Regions from separate parts of the Zea mays genome. Here region 2 is linked to region 1. A link is a contact called in public Hi-C data. All regions are on one chromosome and are shown on one strand. The core of a region is the stretch at or near the end of the contact, and the rest is flanking DNA. Distances in the headings are between cores, read along the strand shown.

Region 1 (6,615 bases), core at 1,998-4,497:
TACTGTATCATATGCATATAGACCAGACGTTATAGGCTCATTAATTGATGTACCAGGATTTTCCGACCTATATTTCTCACGCCATCTCCGTCTAAATTTGTTTAGTTTCACAGTTTCTGGAACATAAGGCTCGATCCCAACTACACCTTCCATCACTTCAAGTGCAGGATAACCAACTACATTGAAGATATCTGTCAGACCATATGCCGTAATCCAGACATAGCCCTGGCCCATCATTCCCTCATCCTTAGCAAGCTGGAAAAACTTAAGGGCTAACTGATATGACATGCGCACAACAAAGACACTTGTCCAATTTTCTTTTAGGCCTGATATAGCACGCTTTATCTCATCCTCTCCAGCTGAAGGATGGATCTTGCACCTGTACGGAACACGAGTATCAACATGTCCCAGGGCATCAACGAGGTCAGGGATGAACCTTGCGTTGGAATCATCGTCCTCGATGATAGGGATGACCTCCCTCCAATTGTAGTTCTGGACAAGTGAAGCAATAGCTTCAGCTTGGCAGGAGTCGTTCCATGCCGTCCTGATGAAATATGGGGTCTGGCTGGGTGAACGGGATGGGCTGTTTGCAGAAAAGGAAATGATTGGAACTGATGCCTTGTTCCCAAGCTCTGCAAGAAATTTAGCTTGAGTAGATGTCTGTGGCCCGACGATTGCTTGCACATGGACATTTTTCAGTAGATCAACACCTGCAGTGTTTCCCAAAGACGCGCAACATATGTCAGCTAGTAACCATTCATGAAACTGAAAAAGTTCGGTGCTATTCATTCATCCTACCGGGACATGCAAAATCAGTTTGAAACCTTCGAGCATTCTTAGACTAGGATGCGAAAGGGAAACTTCAGAAGGGAAAAAAAAGGTGTCCTTAAAGTACGAATCTATGTGTTTATCCAAAAAGAAAGCAAGGATGAGCAACGTTATAGAATGCATGTAGTGGGCTTGGGCATCGTAAGTTCGTAACTCTCACGGGGAGAACCATGGGAAACCCCAAATTTGTGTAATCCTACAAACCCAAATGTGGCCGCGGAGTAGAAGGATACCTTCTTAAAATGCCGAGAAAAAGCAAACGACGAGGGCGACAGGAGCGGATCGGTAGAGCCCCCGGCGGCGCGGGACGGGAGACAGAGAACCCTCCGCCGCCGGAAGCGTCGCCACCCGAAAAGTGCCGGTGCGGGAGCGGGATGTTGGCATGTTCCTACGGGCTCGAATTCCGTGTGCAGCCGCTTTGGGCTGAGTCAGGCTATCTCCATCAACGTCCTCTAAATTTTATCCTCTAAATAAATATTCTTTATACTTTACAGTACTCTCTAAATGATTCTGTACTCTATATTTTCTCCATCTCCAACAACATCCCCTAAATTCGATCATCTATATCTTAATACTCTCTAATGTACCAACTTAATTAATATAATTTATCGTTCGGGGCCAGCTTGTCTGACAATGTTGCGTGTCTTCAGGAGGAAGACGAGCGAGCGCTAGTGGGAGTGTGGGACCACCTCGATGTGGCAAGAAGAGAGAACTAGCATTTAGCGGATAGCAGAGAGCCGCTACCTTTGGGGTGTGCAAGTACGTCCTCTAAATTTATCGAAAAATTCAGCACTCTTTGTTGAATGAAGAGAGGAGGTCGTCGTCTGCTAAATTTAGCGGACAGAACCATTTAGCGGTCCTTGTTGGACACAGCTTAGTGTCGGGTTTCGTTAACGGCGGGCCGTCAGTCGGACCTGACACACCACAATGACTATTGGGCCTTCCTGGCTTGGGTCGACCCGACCACAACCGCGCGCGCGGATGTGCGGCCTTTCTACGAGCCCAGCATGCGAGTTTTCGTAAGCTCAATTCTAGTGTTAAAAGTATATTTGTTTTGGGACAAAGACTGTACAATATCTGCAGACGGTGCCAAAAAGGAATCGGTAAGCATCGCGCCCTCTCTATCGAGTATTCCTCGTCTTCATTCTTCTCCGGCCTCGCGTTCTCTGTCACCGGCCAGTAGCTCGATGAGGCTTGTTCTTGTCCGGCGAGGCCGCGAGCTGGGCCCCCACGCCGGTGGCCGATGTCTCATCCTTCTATGAGCATTGGGTGGTGGAGCCAGCTCGCACTCACTCCCCCCACACCGATCGCGGTGTCTCGTCCTCGACCACTCTATATACGCGGCTTGTCTTATTTAAAAATCTTCATAATTATTACTAATTTTACTGCGATGTCAGTTATTTTCAGATTGGTAGCTGGACACGTGTCGCCGAGAGAAGGTTACAACCGTCTGTAGAACTGTGTATAAAAATTGCTTGTCTAATAGTGCTATCCTAACATTTAGTTTGTTAGGGAATTGCTTTGCGATATATACCTTTCACGATCGTCACGTCGGGCGTTCAGAGTTCCTAACCACCAACAATGACCTCAACTCAAGATGGCTAGCTCTCGCAAGTCGTCGCTCCCTGCCCGCGCGCGGCCTAGGCCTAACCACCAACGGGGTACAAGAACCGTATAGTACAGCTAGCTGATAATGTGAGCTCTTCCCATGAGGCCATGAAGCCCGGACAAGCTGATTCGATTACATCGCAGTGTGGATTTATTTGCAAGTCTTAGTGCGGATGCTGAAATAAAGCAGGACATCGTACGTACCTGCGGACGCGGCGTCGACGGCGCTGGGCCCGGCCGGGGCGTCCCTGAGGTGCAGCCTGACCCGGGTGCTGTAGCCGGCGTCGTCGTCGTCGGCGTAGAAGTCCTGGAGGGCCAGCTCCATGCACGCCCAGCTGATGTTCCCTAGCCATGTCGTGCGGTCCAAGATCACACCCACGTCCACGTCCACGCGCCGCCTCTCTCCGGCGGCACCGGGTGTAGGGGCCGCCTGCTCGGCGCCGACGAGGCAGAGGAGGAGGAGGAGGAGGAGGAGGAGGAGAGCGAGAGGACGAGACGGGAGCGCCGCGGAACCAGACGAGCGCGCGCCCCCCGCTACGACCAGCAGCTGACCTGCAGCCGCCGCTCCCGCTATCATGGGGACAGTCACCTGAAGGAGAAACCGACTAGCTAGCTAGTAGTTTGCCCTGAGTAGCAGGCACGGACGCACGGTGCGGCGGTGCCTGCCTATGTACACTACTACAGGGCCAGATGCAGCAACATGCCGCGCCACGCCTCGACGATCTCAGCTTCCGTTTCTCACAAGCTAAGCTAGCACACGGAGACTGAGTGACGCGCTCAACGGTACGGCAGATGCGCATCGCGCCAGCCAGCGTCGCGGTCACCCCCGCGCGCGCGCTTATTAAAACCGCGTGGCGCCGCTGCACATTTGCCGCGAAATTCTACATCGGCGTCGCCCGTGCCGCGGAGGTGGAGCCGAGGCTAAGGACCGGATGGGATCTTCTGTACTGTACACATGTCCATGGCTGAAGCCTGAAGCTGCAGAGCGATTGGTACTTCGGCCGGCGACGCAACGCGAGCCCCCGCGTACTTTCGTGTCGGCACGGCAGGACCGCGACGACGACCAGTCCGCGGCTAGGGCGAGAAAACTTCAAGCGGGCCGTGGCTAGCTGTGGCGCCGTGGGAGGCGCGAGGAGCCGTCTAGTCACACGCTTTGGTGCGGTCAATGCCTTGGGCACAGCAGCTTCTGGAGGCTGAATTCCACAACTCCAGTCTGGCGTTGCTTCACGTCCCGTCCCGGCCACTGGAACGGGTCAAGCTGGATGGAATTTTCTTCAGCGGCTGGCGAGATCGATCTCGTGCGAATTTAGGAGAATGGACATAAGTTAGTTGCAAAGCCAGAACATACTTGATAGCGACCGTCATCCAGGCATTATACAGCATGGAGTCTATTATATATATATATATATATATATATATATATATATATATATATATATATATATATATATATATATATATATATATATATATATTGGATATTATTATTATTAGTTCGGATTATGTCTGGAGAATAAAGGATTCTGTGCAAGTGTGCGACGCGACGACGACCTTAGCTGCTGGAGTCGTCGGAGGTGGTAGGCTGCCTGGCTGGCACCGGCAGCGACAGCCCAGGGCTTCCATTAGTACCGGAAAGCCCCACTAATTTGCTGATCCGGGCAACGCGCAGTTTTTCTAGGCTGGTCGGACCAAAGCGTAAATCATTCACAAACGAAGTATAACGAGTTTGTCTTTTAGCGTAAACAGGATACGCGAGAAAATCGCAAACGATAAATGGTAGTTTTCGATAATATTGCATGGCATACAGGTCAGCGGAAACTCGATCCATAAATATGTAGAGAAAATTGTGTAACTTGTTTCATTTAGTAAAGTAAATACAAAAATTGTTTCAACAAACCGAGATAAAACCGGCCCGGTTGTAGTCACGTTTCCGAGAATATCTCTGTGCATGCATGAACAAACTAAATATACCGCAAATGACCACAAAAAATTACGTAAACATGACTAGACGAAATTGGACATCACGGTGCATATAAGAAAGGGTACTGACGGCGTCTCTTCATAGTTGACCCATGGCTGACGGCGGAGAACAAGATATAGGAGATGTTTCTTCTGCAACATGGCGCAGTGCTGCATCAGGTGCATTAAAAATTGACGAGTTCTATCGGTTTGTAAATACATAGTAAAATATGTTGGCCGGCTGTAGACTCATGCGGTGGTTTACCAGCAGCGCATACACTTAAGACGCTGGGAGGAGCTCATGCATCACCCAGCCTAACACTTGAATCTCCGAACAGTACTGCGAGTCCACGGAAAAATATTGTAACACCACCTGCAGAATTACGAGCGCCGGGGGTCAATGATGACAATACAATGGAAATTGATGACAATACAATGGAAATTGTAACAATGGGAGCAGCAAATCAAATGGTGTCTATGAGGACCATTAGTGATCATGAACAAGATACACCTAATATCCTACGGAGCCATGTAAGTTGTTTATCTTTGATTATGTCTATTCTACAATTTAATCAAACTTATGCATTATGACATTAAGAGTATAACTAATATTATATTTATTGGATTTATGATTATGTTAATGCACAGCCTGAAAGTACTGATCCAAGCATGGTGCCTAGGACCGGTATGACATTTGGAAATGTCAATGAGGCATACAATTTTTATAGTCATTATGCATATGAGGTTGGTTTTCCACTTAAAAAGTATAGGGAGAGGAAGAACTGTAAGTGGTTAAATTGTTCAATGGAGGGTAGAAATACGGAAACGTTAGCTAGTAATCCAATAATCCGTAATACATACTCAAGGAGAACACAATGCAAAGCTGGTATGAAGCTAAAAAAATCTATGATGACTCCAAAGAAAATATTGTAGCCGTACAAATCGATCTGGTGCACTTAGAACATAATCATGATTTCATTAAGAAGGATACTGAAAAGAAGCATCTACAATGCAACAAGACTCATGATCCTGAGTACATGGAGTTTCTAAGTTCAATGCAGCAAAGCAGAATCCTGCAGCACTGAATCATGGACTTCGTGTCTAAGATGCATGGTGGTCCTGAAAATGTACTGATTACAGCAAAGGACATTGCTAATTTGTAAGCAATGTTTTCTTTATGAATTTAGGATATAAAGTTTAAAATCCATGTCAAATTAATGAGTAATAATTCTAATTTATTTTGTACTATACAGGAAACAAGCGAAGCAACGAGAAAAAAAATGACAATGATGTGTCTAAGTTTTTGGCTTTTTTGCCTTATGCAAAAGGGATAATCCACAATTTTTCTCTGACTTCCAGCTAGACAACGAAGAAAAAATATTGAGTATTTTTTAGTCTCATGCTAGTCAGCAAGTAGAGTATGTTGGTTTTGGATATGCAGTTGCCTTCGATACAACTCATAAGACTAATTTGTATGGAAACCCCCTAGGGATGTTTGTTGGTGCAAACCACCACCTACAATGCACGGTGTTTGGGTTCTCATTGTTGAGAGATGAAACTGTTGAAATATTCGAGTGAGTGTTTAATGCATTCAAGACATGCATGAGGACTGAAGGACCAAGAGTAATATTGACAGGTATGATTTATGTATATATAATAAATATGAACTTGAAATACATGGAGTATAAATTCAATAACTTATGCATATTTACAATGCCTGTGATTTTGTTTTGGTATGTACCATATGTTGTTTACAGAAATAATCATCTAAGAATGCCTAACAATATATATTTACATATCAAGACCCTGCAATGCCAGTGGCATTACGTCGGGTCTTCCTAAACACAGTCCATAGGTTGTGTCTATGGCATGTGCAAAATAGGTACATGCCATTTCTAAATGAGTTGTATACACGTTATGCTGAACCGGATTTTAAGACAAAATCTCAGTCTATAGTACATCATCCATTGACTGAAATAGAGTTTGAGGCTGCATGGACAATGTTGCTTGATGAGTTTAACCTGCATGAAGATGGCACTCTTAGAAAATTATATGAAATGTGTAAGGAATGGATTCCTGTTTTTTCAAACATGACTATTATGGGCTTATGGTCTCTACACAACGTAGTGAGAGCATGAACAAACTCGTGAAGAGCGCTCATGTCAATTCAAACACCCCACTTCATGAGTTTGCGAAGCAAATGTTGAAACTACTGCATAG
Region 2 (6,615 bases), core at 2,410-4,909, 230 kb before region 1:
ATCTACAAAGACTTATTAACTATTCTCAACATGTATATATATACAACTGAATCTTCCTTATTTAAAAGGTATTAATATATGGTTGCGAAGAACAACTTTGAATATTAATTTGGATTGTTTAATACACTCAAACAGGTCGTACAAGCACTATATTAATGTAATTGGAGGGAAACATAATCCTAAATGAAACCATGCATTATAATCAAAACATAATACATGGCAAATTTCTATATACTAATTAAGTTATTTTAGATGATATATGTTTCTGACCTAGTAGATTGTATGTTCATATATAATACACGATGCATCAATATATATGTAGTGTCATAATTAAGGAACGTAGTGGAAGTGGACAATATGGATGATATTATTATATCTGCGAGTATATGAAGGTAAAATGAAGATACCAGAGACATTATTCGACCAGGGGTAAGGAATTGTATATACTTTATTTCGTCGTATTAATTAGAAGATATATATACATGTATGTGTTATACACAAAAAAAATATTTTGGATTTTGTTTCATGCGTTATATTGGTGTAAGAAGTTAAGTATTGAGAACAAGAAACTGGAAGATGACAACATGTTGGAGCTCTGTCGATGAAATACACTCCAGTACACATGAACATCTATTTCCATATGACCCAAAGTCTGATAAAGTACTATTTATTGCGTATATATATGTGTGCACAGAAAGTCAGAAATCATAAATTGAGTTTAAGTTTTGACAAGGAAATTTTCACAAAATTAACGAAGAAGTTATATAGAGGCACTTGAAAACAACGGCATCTCCACAAATGGTTGCGGCAAAGACTGCTATGCAAGCAGTGCTTCTGTGCAAGCGTGCAAGCGAACCATCTAATTCATTAGATTACGATCCAACCGCAGATACAACCATGATTTGTTAGGGTTTTTTTATAAAGATTATTGAGCTGGTGGTGGAAGGGTTCAAGTGTTAAATGTGACTTACGGTTGGATCACGATCTAATGGATCAGATAGTTTGCTTCCACGCTTGCAAAGAAGGACTGCTTGCATAGCAGTCGTTGCCAACTTATATATAAAGGCAGTTCTAGAGCCCATCCGCCTGTACAAATCACTTTGTAAATAAAATTTCTAGAGGCAGTTTGACATCCGTCTCTCTATGAATCACCGATTTTATAGAAACGAAAAATTAGAGACGACTAGGTTACCTGCTTATGTAAGTCGCCTCTCGGCACATGAAATATGTAGTAGTGTTTTAAAAATCGAATGTGAAGTAATGATATAACGTTTTTAAGTACAGCATACCATCTCCATGCATCCTAAAATAGTTGATATTATCATCATTCGAGAAGTCAACTATTTTAAATTTTTTACCAAATATATATAAGAAAATGTTAATGTTTTTAGTATATAATTAGTATCATTTTGATAGATATCTTTAAATCTATTTTTTATAATAGATTCTAACGGAAGCGCGTCACTATTAGTATCGTTTTGCCTGGCCACGCACGCCTGTTGTGAATCGCAGACTGCTCTCAAAGTCAAAGGCAAGGGACATATGGTAACAACGAAACGGAACACACGTACTTTCTAGTGCTCCGACTCCGATCCACACGGCCGGGGCCGCATGCATGCAAGCATATACGGTCATGCATGTTTAGCAGAGCCCTATATACAGTAAATACTCTAGATTTACCTAAAATTTCTGAAGTTGACTAAAATTAGCGACCATATCACTAGTGAAAAATAAACCGTTCACAGATTCTATTCTCTTTATCGACTGTCCCGCTCCCGTCCCCTCACCGCATTGGGCTCCTCGCTTCCAGCGCCTCCCGCCTCCGTGCACTGGCCACTGGCCACTGGCCCCGACCGCAGCCACAGGCGGCATTAGTGTCGCCCATGGCGCTGGCGGTGGTCTGGCACTGGCACCGCCTCACCCACGCTCTAGCTGGTCTCGTCGTAGCACCGTCAGCGCCACCACCCCTCTCTCCGCTCCACCATGCCCTGCTGTGCGTTTGCTTGCATATATTTACTGGGTTTACATCGTGGGATACAATATGCTGTTGTTTGGCTGTTATTAATTAGACTCTACACATGTGAGGTGTGTGTTTAGTTGTCTATGTATAAATGTGGAGCTAGGCTTGCACGATATTCAAAACAACTTAGATCAGGCTCTGCAGGAAATTGATCGTATCTTCAGCAGATCCAGGTCACGCAGCAAGGCTAAGGAAAGAAGCCAACCAAACAGGCCCACGTGATTGGCTCCTGGGCCTCCTTGGCAGACAGGACCAGCTGATTTGCAGCTATCATGCACGTACGCACGCATGGCTAGCTTTGGCTGTGTTTGGTTCTCGAAGAATTTTTAGAATTCAGATAGTGTATACTCTGGTAGCATTATCTAATACTTGTAAACTGTTTGGATTCACAGCTAATACGTTGGATTTTGTGCTACCTAACCTAAGGAAGTCACGAGTCAGATAGTAACTTTTGTCTTTTTGTAATGATGCCCCTCGTTCGGTTATCTTCCATTAATGAGGACTTCTCGGATAGAGAGATGTTGATACAGATACTCATTAGAATCTAACGAAACCAAACGCTACCTTTCTCTGCACCGATCGAGGATTAGCTAGATCGGCGGCCGTCTCTCGGAAGTATTTAGGTTTTGTTATTATGAGTAGGGCATATATATATATATATATATATATATATATATATATATATATATATATATATATATATATATATATATATATATATATATATATATATATATATATATATATATATATATATATATATATATATATATATATATATATATTGTGTATATAGTGGAGAGACACCAATTTAGTTCTCTAAGCATAAGAGACAACTAAAAAAACTCTACTATACAATAGAGTATCTATAAATATATGCGCTTGTATAGCATCGGATCGATAGAACAAACGACGAATTCGTACAGTAGAAATTGAGACATCTGTTAATACTTGGGTTACAAAGACAGAGACATCTTCACATTTTTTTTTTGCAAAAACCCTCTTTAGACACATCAAAAATCTCTACATTAAATACCATTGTACGTGCCCTTACATAGATGAGAAGGAATGAACAAAGGTTTTGACATGCTACGAATTTAAACCTACTTGGCCACACAGAGATCGAAGGTGATTTATAGAGATTAAATCATCTTCTATTTAATTTTGAATTGGAAGACATTTAATCCCTTCAATCCTTCTCAATACTTACAAACCCTTAACCCCTTCGATCCTCGATCCACGTGGATTGAAATTAAGGCCCTTATTATTCCATGCTTTCAGGCAGCAATAATCACCCGGCCGCTGGCGGGCCACCCCGAGTACGAGCGCCAGGCGCCAGCCGTCACTGCCGGGTAGTGACACCGGTCCAACTAACACGGATGATGCAAAGCTGGACCGAGACACTCCTGGACAAGGGGGCAGAAGCACCCAGGCCTACCCAAGCTACCCACCCAGAAATCTCTCGACTTTCGAGCGTAACAGTGCCACACCCTGGCATGACACAACAGGGACCAAACTACCAAAGAGGCAAAGAGCCCTCCAATGGAAACCTACCGCTTCCCAGATGGGTAGATGCACTGCACATGCACCTCCCAGAAGGCAGATAATGCTAGCTATGGCCTGTGGCCTATGGCATGAGGCGTCCAAGCGGGGCCCCAACGGAGTGCTCGGGCCGTTCATCGACACATATCCACTGTCCTGCCAGTCCATACTGAAGGTTCACAGAAGATAAGAGCAACTGTGCACGGCAACAGGAGGATTCTGTATCCCAGTCCCAGCATCAGGCAGCAGCAATACACTGCGCACAGTACTACTGATCGGTGAACATCTTAGCATAGACCCAAATTAGTTACCAAGGGGATTACCAATTACTGATCGGAAAACGGCACCGTGAGTGAGAGCAGGGATGCCACATGCCACCAAACCGGTCAGGACTCAGGACCATCACTGCGCGGTGGGGCGCCTCAACCGAAGGCTGGGAGGAAATCTCCAGTCCACTGTCACTTTCGCTCTGTGCATCAGAAGACATCGTACGCAGCACGCAGCCACAGCAGGTCAGGATCAAAACCTTTTTTCGCATGCACCCCTTGTCCAACTGGAGGACCATTACATGACTAGTTTGCCCGGCAACACGACGCGGAGTTGCTATAAGCTGAGCAAAAGAAACACCAAACTAGCTGTGGTTGCAGGCCTCGGCGTCTGGTTTGGGTTTTGCTGCCCGGGAGATGCCTGCGTCGGGGACATCATCTGATCCTGACGAGTAGTCGCCGGTGAAGCTCCATAGTATGGCGAGGGAGAAAACGCCCAAGGGTCTTGAGCTGGATGTGTAGCTGCCTTCGTACATGTTACCACTCTTCACCACGATCACCATCTCGGACTTGTTTCTCAGGAGGAGGTCAATGACGTGCTCCACGGTGGTTGAAGTAGGTACGCACAGAGGTGGCCCTCTAGACATTGAAATAAGAGGTGCGTCCAGCTGGAAAAAAAAAGGAAAAATGAAGTCCAGATTCAAAAGAAACTCAAATTACTGGCATGATGTTTTTCAGTGGTGGAAAGCACTTCGAATCCCTTATTGTGCATCCCTACTCTTTTATTGTAGAGGAAGATGTAAAACATCAACCCCCCCCCTAATTAACCATAGTTCCAACATGTTTTCAGTTAAAGGACACTTGGTAAAAGGATTTAGTCTTGTTTTCTTTTTATTTGTAGACATAGGTAGCATGGCCAAAATCATTAAGAAACCGAGGTTGCAAAAAAGGAATCTGCCCCTGCCGCTGAAACCAGTGCCAACCGTTTCATTAGCTTTGTGTACAAGGATCGACCATGTGTTGCTGACGCTAATTGAAGGAGACAACGCAGCATACCTTGGTACAATCATCGCGGTGAACTATGCCAATGCATCCTCCCCAATCATCCACAAGAGGAACTGCACGCTCTTTCAACAAACGCATCACAACCTTCCGCAATATTAAGTCGGCGGGTAATGGTCGAGATTCTTGAAATGGAACCATATACTTCTCAACTGGATCATTCAAGATAATCTACAATTTCAACAGACAGAACTTCAGATATTAACAAACAGAGTAAAGCAGAGAAGGGATACAAGATAAGAATGTAACAAACAAACCACCTGTGGAAATACGTGGGGCCTTAGAAGAGAGTTGGTGAATCCAGATAAGCTTTCAACTTTAACTGCGACCTTTAGCAACAGCAAAGAAACTGACTTAAAAATGATTACTTTCATTTTTATACGCTTAAACTTGTAAAACTGGTGGAAGATAAATAGTTATTTTACATATGCTCTGTTATTATGGCATTAGTCTACCGAGTTATGTTTCCAGATTATCACATTCTGATACGCAAAATACATGCACATAAGTTTCATTAGGTATTTATGAGAACTACCATGCAGTAGTGTGACAACTACATGGGTTGGGAGGGATTGATTTGAAAAATTAGTTCATTTCCAACCTCAATCCCTCACCAACCCATATGGATTGGAGTAGGCCTGTGCATGATCTGGTTATAGCAGTTTTTGGTTTGAACCCATAAAAGGCAATTTAAGTACAAAAGTTCACCATATATTCAGTTGCAGCCTGGAGTACCTGATGCTTTCCGTTGGCTACCAGGTGCTTCGGGGGAGATCTCTGCTAAAACAGCTTACCAACGTTTCTTGGTTGGTTCTGTGGAATTTGAGCCGGGTGAAAGGATATGGAGGAGTTGGGAACCCCCTAAGTGCAAATTCTTCATTTGGCTTGCTTCCCTTAATAGGTGCTGGACAGCGGATCGTCTAGCACGTAGAGGTCTTGACCACCCGGGGAAATGTGTTCTTTGTGATCAGCAGCAGGAGACAATTCAACACATCTTGATTTCATGTGTCTTCTCCAGGAATATATGGTGGCAGATCTTAAGTAGAGTGGGGCTGCAGCTTGTGTCACCAGGGCTGGACGTATCTATGTTCCAGGATTGGTGGAGTGTGGCCGAAGGTCTTGTGCCAGTTTTGCACAGAGATGGTTTCAACACATTGGTTATTCTTGTGGCTTGGTGGATCTGGAAGCACAGAAATGCTTATGTTTTTTATGGTGTTTCTCCAAACACGAGTTCCGTTCTACAGCATATCCATGAGGATGCCAGGCTTTGGGAATTGGAAGGTGCTAAGGCACTGAGAAGGTTGTGGCCTTGATTTGGGGTTTTGTCTTAGCTGTTTCTCCTTTTATTTCTCTTTCTCTTTTTTTCTTCTTTGTTTTCCTCTTCCCCCCCCCCCCCCTTTTTGTATAGTCTTTGTTCTTGGTCTTCTTTAGACCTTAATCTCTACTTAATATAATGATGCGCAGTTCTCCTGCGTATTCGAGAAAAAAAAAGTACAAAAGTTCAAGGGAGAAAAAACAACACAAGAGACCATTTTTCCAATCACTAATTTGTGGAAAGTAATTTTTCTTTGCCTTATGTGACAAGGCAAAGTCATGATTGAATTTGAACTGAACCGTCGCCAAGGTGGGAATGATATTAATAGCATATATGTTCACGTCAGAAAACCAGCATTGCATACAGTAACACTAAAGAAATGCTTCATAGCTATTTCATTCATATACCAT

Evidence for each region. Hi-C and Micro-C count contacts between places; a contact is called where the count stands out from the background.
Region 2: a contact with region 1 is called in a Hi-C map of leaf, with 5 times the contacts expected there. The contact joins the enhancer-like site here to the promoter of LOC103647445 in region 1. A contact is called at or near these places in 2 of 25 Hi-C or Micro-C datasets (ear and leaf).

What each region holds. Positions count from the first base shown.
Region 1 is chr2:187,693,080-187,699,694 of Zm-B73-REFERENCE-NAM-5.0, reverse strand. It overlaps LOC103647445 (glutamate receptor 2.9), which reads right to left and starts at 3,247. Exons shown (of 4, transcript XM_008671986.4): 1 at 2,641-3,247; 2 at 1-710. The coding sequence starts at 3,013.
Region 2 is chr2:187,922,580-187,929,194 of Zm-B73-REFERENCE-NAM-5.0, reverse strand. It overlaps LOC100278924, which reads right to left. Exons shown (of 12, transcript NM_001279411.1): 10 at 5,151-5,219; 11 at 4,885-5,061; 12 at 4,079-4,496. The coding sequence ends at 4,194. Among protein-coding and RNA genes, the nearest start is that of LOC100278924, 17 kb to the right of the region's middle. Within about 2 kb of position 3,659, at least 19 of the 20 cell types and tissues checked have an H3K27ac peak or open chromatin away from gene starts, as enhancers often do. A contact at or near this core is called in ear and leaf, where this site is marked.